2 separate regions of the Gossypium raimondii genome follow, and region 1 is linked to region 2. A link is a contact called in public Hi-C data. All regions are on one chromosome and are shown on one strand. Each heading gives the region's core, a stretch centred on a gene start, on an enhancer-like site or on the middle of the called end of the contact. The rest is flanking DNA. Distances are from core to core; before and after follow the strand shown.

Region 1 (3,508 bases), core at 150-2,649, 510 kb before region 2:
CCAGCATTACATGTGCTCAAGACCAAATAAGCCAAAAAAAAAAAGAAAATGAAAAAAAGAGAAGAAAATGTTGAATATGGGGTTGTAGGATTTTCAATTATGAATCTATGAATGTTGTAAGGTTTTTATATAATGTTTTATAAAAGTAAAATAAAACTCCATAATTTTTTTCTCATATGAATTTTATGTAATTTTAAATTGATTATGAGAGCAATTTTTATTTTAAAATTGTTATATGCCTTAGTGTTTTTAGAAGTAATTTTGACATAGAAAACATTTTTGAAGCAAAAGAATGCTAAACAAATAAATTTTGATGGAAATTTTAGTTTTTCAAAAGCATTTTTCCAAATGAAGAAGTTTAAATTTTTAGCTTTTCTCTCTCCAAAACATTTTTGGCAGCTTAGTTACGTTTTCATCCCTCCAACACATGATACTCTCTCTTCTCTAGCTAATTGCTTAAAAATAATTAAAATTTATTTTTCATATATTAAAATATTAACAAAAATTATAATAAATTATTTTTATATTCTTATTAAAATATCATGATATTAATTAATTTAAATATTATTTAAATGCTTATTTTTTTAACACCATGTCTTAAATGGACATTTTATTTCTCAAAAGTAATTTTGAAAGTAATACTAAACACTTAAATCTTAAACCAAACATTTCAAAAATACTTCTCAAAATCACTTTTCCAAAACACTCTTTAAAAACACTTCTCAACAACAATATTAAACTAGCCGTTTAGAATTACTTTTCAAAAGTGCTTTTGGGCCAAAAAGTACTTTTGAGCAAAAATTAAAATTATCTGCTTCTACTTTTGACTAAAAAAATACTTTTGTAAAGAATTTTTGTTTGAAAAACACATTTGAAAAGCTCAAAAGCATATTGTTTAACAATATTTTTATCTCAAAAGTGTTTCTTAGAAGCAATGCTAAACTAACACTAATTTAGGGTCAGTTTAGCATTGTTCCTAATAAGTACTTTTGGGACAAAAATATTTTTGAGATAAAAATTACTAAATAAGTTAATTTTGAGCTTTTCAAAAGTGCTCTTAAGACAAAAAAAAAAAAACTTTATGAAAGTGATTTTTCACCTAAAACTAGAAGCAAAAATTTTAGTTTTATTCAAAAATATTTTTGATCTAAAGCTACTTTTGAGAAGCAATATTAAGCTAAGCCTAATGAAAGTGTTTTGATGGTGTTATCAATTGGAGTAAAATTATCAAATAAAAAAATAAAATAAAGAGGCTAAAATTTTTAAATTAAAAGTATAAAGGCTAAAAAGTTCACACATGCATAGAGTACAGGGACTTAGAGCAGAATTAAACCATTTGTTTTTGCTCATTCATTAGGTTTAGTATTTAAAATTGCCACCGATTAACAGAGAGGCACCAGCTCTTTATTCCTTATAATTTTATTTTTAAGATTCAATTTATTTTCTCCTTCTACCTTATTTTTCCATCAGTTTCTTTTTAATGTTTTGCATTAATCGATTTTCATTAGTTGATAAGAGGAGTCTCTCACTGTCTAAATTTCGGGGCTTTTTGTGTTTTTTTTCCTTGTGAAAAGGGAGATTATAGTTAATAGGTAACCGTTGTAAGTGGAACAAGGTTGCTGAAGATCGAGCGAGATTTTCTGGAAGTTGAGGTTTCTGGGTTCTTCAGCACTGACTTACAATCATATTTTTTTTAATTTTTTTTATTACTAAAAGGAGTTATAAATTTCTAGAAAAAATGTGGTGGATGATGAATGAAGGAGGAGGGCATTGTCCTAAAAAATCTGATGATATCTATGGAGATGTTTGTGGTCAGGTACTTCAATATTTTGATCTCTTTTCCTTTACCTTTTGATGTTTCTGTTAATCTTTTCGTAGGAATTTGAGGGAAATTGATGCGTTTGAGATTATTATTATTATTAATCAATTTAGCTGCTAATTGTTGGTTGTTAATTTCAACGTTTTTTGGGGGTTCGGATTATGTTTTTTGAATCTTTCCTTTTAATTTAGGGTTTGAGAGTTTGATGGTTGATTTATCGTCGATCTGAAATTGTGTTTAAGTAACCAAAAGTCTTTAAAAAGCTAAAGAATAAGTAATTTGTGAACCTAATTTACATAAAAATATTGGTTTGCTTTTAACCTATTTTATTCGGATTCGAGATGAGTGCCGTCAATATCTGTATATGTATTCGGCATGAATGTAAATACGAGTATTTTAGAAAAGATGAAGAATCTAGGTTCGTAACTTTTAATCATGGAGGAACGTCTGGAAAGCTATTACTTTTCATAGAATCTTATTGGGCATTACACTTCGAATATGAGTTGCATGTATTCCATTGCTTTTCTGAACTTCCCCTTACAAATCATGATGTTTATCGGCAGGGGCGAAGTCAGGAATTTTATGTTGGGGATCGGGATAATAGAGAATCAAATTATAAAACGTATCCCCCTTTGCTTTTTATACTCAAATAAATTTGATTAGTGGTAATATCACATCTTCTCGATGTTATAGGGTTTGAGCCGGTTGAGCATGTCGAGAATCCGCTGCATACTGCGTGGCATTGATTTGAGAACTTGTATTTTGCTGTTTGTGCTGGTTCCGACGTGCATATTTGGTATATATATTCATGGACAGAAGATTTCATACTTCCTTAGACCACTCTGGGAATCGCCACCGAAACCTTTCCATGATATCCCACATTATTATCATGAGAATGTATCGATGGAAAAGCTCTGCAAACTTCATGGTTGGGGAATTCGTGAATTTCCAAGACGGGTTTATGATGCAGTTTTGTTTAGCAACGAGGTGGATATGCTAACAATACGGTGGCAAGAGTTGTACCCTTACATTACACAGTTTGTTCTTCTTGAGTCTAATTCAACATTTTCGGGAATTCCAAAGCCTATGGTTTTTGCTAGCCATCGAGATCAATTCAAATTTGTTGAGCCCCGGTTAACTTATGGCACAATCGGAGGAAGGTTTAAGAAAGGAGAAAACCCTTTTATTGAGGAGGCTATGCAACGAGTAGCATTAGACCAGCTTCTCAAAATAGCTGGAATTACTGATGATGACTTATTGATAATGTCAGATGTTGACGAAATACCGAGCGCACATACTATCAACCTCTTGAGATGGTGTGATGACATACCTCAAGTTCTTCATCTTCGGCTGAAGAATTATCTTTACTCGTTCGAGTTTCTCGTGGATAATAAAAGTTGGAGGGCATCAATCCATAGGTATCAAACAGGTAAAACAAGGTATGCGCATTATCGGCAGGCGGATGAAATTTTGGCCGATGCAGGTTGGCATTGCAGTTTTTGCTTCCGCCACATCAATGAGTTCCTATTTAAGATGAAAGCTTACAGCCATAATGATCGAGTGAGGTTCTCTCATTATTTAAACCCGAAACGAGTTCAGAGAGTAATCTGCAAGGGTGCAGATTTATTCGACATGATTCCTGAGGAGTACACATTCAAGGAAATAATCCGTAAAATGGGACCTATACCG
Region 2 (3,755 bases), core at 106-2,605:
CAAATTCTAAAATATTTTGAAAATAGGGGGAGATTGTTGGAACATTTTCAAATGTTTATAGTGTTTCAATAACTATAAATGAAAGGATGTAATTAATCAAAAGTTATTTTTTTTTGTTATTGGCCAAGAGTTATATCACTTGATTTTTGACAAAAATTTATAACTATTCAAACAATATTACTTGAATGGTTATAATATTAGATGAATAATAATTATGTGTATTTTAAAGATGTTATTATTCATATAATACACCTATTGAAAGATGTCTCTTTGAAGACACATGAAAATTCCTATAAATAGGAATGAGATTTCATTTGAAAATCATATCAACAGGTTTTAAAATTCTATCTTTCTTCCATCTTCTAATATTATTAGATTATTTTATAAAGAATTATTGCAATTTGTTTTTATAGAAATTGACTTTCTTGTTATGCATTGCTCAATGCTTAATGGACTATTTTCGTCAATGCAAAACACAAATAGTCATCGGGCTTAATTGTATCCTCGAGGTTCATTTGCTTGAAATTCATTTGCACACCGAGTATAGGTTGGGGTGAATAGAACCTTAAAGGTAGTGGCTTAATACACGCCTTACAGTCTTGTTCTATTTCTTCATTTTCTGTTCGAGTTGTTGTTCGTATTTCATTTGTGTGTCTGAGATTTTCCTCACTGAAGTTTTTGTACTAACATAAACAGCAAAACATTTTTTCTTTTTCTAAATTTGGACTAAACTCAGGGCAAAAAAACTTTACTCGAGATCTAACCCATTTTCTAAACAAATTTTATTATTTATCTAATTTTATTTTTGGATCTATATTTTTGTCCGAACTGTTTCACTTTTCAATAGATGTTCAAACTAGACTAGGTTTCCAGCGCATGTATAAAAACCTAAGGACTTTCTCCACCCAAAGTTTGGTGAACAAATTTTTTCTATAAGAGTGACTAGTTCAATTACAACAAGGTAGACATGAATGTATATACAATTCTTCTTATTTTTATAATATTTTAATAAAAAATCCTCGTAGTAGTTGAAAATGTCAATCTAGATTGAGTTTGTTTTTTTGTCTGTCTATTGTGTTCCATCGACACAATTCTCAGACGGGCGCTTATCGCTTTTTATGATTGAGAGTTTCGATATTGTCGCTGAAAACTGTTTTTTTTTTTTTTATCCCCCAATTTTTCACTGCTGAAAACATGTCGTTTTCCAATAGATGCAGGGACAACCTTTTATATATCAAAAAAGTTTAATCTTTGTTAAAATCCTGTAAAAAAAAAAAAAAAACCAGATCGACATGGTTCCAAGAAAAAACCCCATTGACTCAAACCCAAATTAAAGTCATCAATTGCTTTGAACTTTCGTCGCAAATTCACTTGGATAAGACACGTTCACACCCTAGTTCCATGTGCCGCACCTTCCCTTACCAAACTTTGTTGACCTTGTTCATTCCCCAAACCCCTTCAATTTTCCATTGATTATGAAAGGGAAAATCTCAAGTCCTTTTCATAAAATTTTCCAGGTCCTGTTAATTTCCATTGCTTAACTCTCGTATTGATATATCAAGTTCCCTTTGATTTTTTTTTTAGGTCGTCGTTTTAAGTAACTAAATCCCAAGTCCCAACTGGTAAAATCATTGTTAATCTGCAATTTTTTTTTCTAATACATGAAGGTTTGACCATTGTTTATTCATTTTGTTTTTTTCATTTTACTTTGAGATGAAGATGATGACCCAGGGCCCTTGGTCAATATTAAATTGATTTGTTGTCTACGGATTCCTGCCATTCTGCCAGGATATGTTTGGTTTACATATCTATAAAATAAATAATTAATAAAAATGCACTGATTGATAAGCAAAAGTACCTAAAACAATGGTAGTTGACTCCTTTTTTTACAATTATAATCCTGGGGTTTTCTTGCTAGTGAAGGTTACGTATATAATTAATGTATATCAGTTTCATTAATTTTTTTTATGAAACATTTGGTTGTTAAATTTATTCGTTCATTTACGAATATAGAAATACTTATCTATAGTCATCTCTTGCGTGTTCATCAATGGAAAAACCCACCTGGAATTTCTTCTCCTTTTGCCTTTTCTTAAGAGTTCCTTGAAGTGTTTTACTTGTCAAAAAATTTACTTGTATAGGTCAAATCTTTTCTTAATAACCAAATTTTAAGAATTTTCCAGTGCTGGGTGTTAAACCATTGCTGTATTTGTATCGGATTTTGACCCTTGTCCTTATCTGAGTCTCAAGTTTTGAGTTTCCTGTGGTCTTGTATAAATGTTGAGGTTTGCACTTCTTGCAATTAATTGTGGTTACATGTTTAGTCAGTAGGTAGCTTTTTGAACCTGTCATTACCAGCAGCAGCCTTTTTGCATTTTATTAGTCTTTATTTTCATACCAGTAAATTTCCAAGGAAATTTCTTTTATTTAGAACCTTTAAATACCTTTTAATTTATAGAATTATCATATCCTTAACCCTTTTAATTTGACAATACTTTATTCAAGAATCAAAAGGATATTTTAACAGTTTTAAGGTATCTTAGTTAGTAATATCTTGATCATATTCAATTATTGCATATCATTTTCTGGATCTTATCTTATAAAACTGACTGGCTTTCAATGATTTTCATGATTGGTCTTATTTGATTTGCAGGAGGAGATATCATTTTCTGTCATTGAACTCTTGAGTAGCTTAATTTGTTAAGATTATATTAGTTATGGGAGGAAAAAGCTCAAAGGATTCTAGTGGAAGAGCGTATCCGACAAGTAGGTCCGGTGGTTCAGATTCATGGAGTCGTTACGGATATCCACCGCAATCAGGATATCCTCCACAGACTCCTTACTATACACCACGGCATCACCATGCTCCACCTCACTCAAGTAATTACGGATTGCAAACACTCCATCGCGGGCATAAGATTGTGAAATACTCAAGGATAGCTGATAACTACGAAACTTTGGACCAGGTTAGCTTGTTGTTGCTGCAATTCTTGTGAGTTCTTCTAGCTTGTTTGTTCTTGTTTCGGTTAATATGAAGAATTGTGGTTGGTGGTAATGATCGATAGGAATATTTGTTCAAAATGAACATGATGAATTGTTGATATGATTTTATATTTCTCGGACTCGACTGTAAGTATCAAATATTGGTATGTATTTGACATAGGTATATTCAATTCTTTTTTGAAGTTTTTCTACGTATATGGAGGGTTTTAGAGGGTCATACCCTGATATCCGACTTGGCTGTATGTTGGACATAGATGGTGGTTACAGGTACTTCAAGAAAAGTCGAGTCGTAGCAACATAGCTATAAACATCTGCCACCTGACATGAAAGCCTAAAGAAGAACTGTATTGTCAAACCCATAAAAACTGGTTTAGACTTGCGGAAAAATTGTTGGATTTGAACTATTTAGATGGAAAGCATCCTTTTTCTGTCAGCTATATTTATTATATTATGTTTCTGTTGAAAATATTTATATTAGATGGATTTTGCATGAATGGAAAACCATATCTGGATGCTATATCATCAGACATGAGTATGTTCAAAACTTTCTAAATTTTTATTGTGTTTGGAGGGTTCTTGGAGGATCATATCGACATATTCATGTCCATATATGTATTGGACATGGATGTTGAACACGGGTACTTCAATAACAGTGAAAAGTCATTTACTGCATATGGAAAATTATTTGCCTATATGTGGCTACTTCAATCATTCAGATGTTGCATATGGAAAATTTGCCTGTCCTGTAATAT

The links. Hi-C and Micro-C count contacts between places; a contact is called where the count stands out from the background.
Region 1: a contact with region 2 is called in a Hi-C map of leaf, with 2.8 times the contacts expected there. The contact joins the promoter of LOC105765967 here to the promoter of LOC105765942 in region 2. A contact is called at or near these places in 2 of 2 Hi-C or Micro-C datasets (both in leaf).

The regions. Positions count from the first base shown.
Region 1 is chr5:36,337,201-36,340,708 of ASM2569854v1, reverse strand. LOC105765967 reads left to right here and starts at 1,399. Exons shown (of 2, transcript XM_012585257.2): 1 at 1,399-1,816; 2 at 2,513-3,508. The coding sequence starts at 1,739.
Region 2 is chr5:35,830,014-35,833,768 of ASM2569854v1, reverse strand. It overlaps LOC105765942 (E3 ubiquitin-protein ligase RGLG5), which reads left to right and starts at 1,355. Exons shown (of 13, transcript XR_008196291.1): 1 at 1,355-1,517; 2 at 2,654-2,966.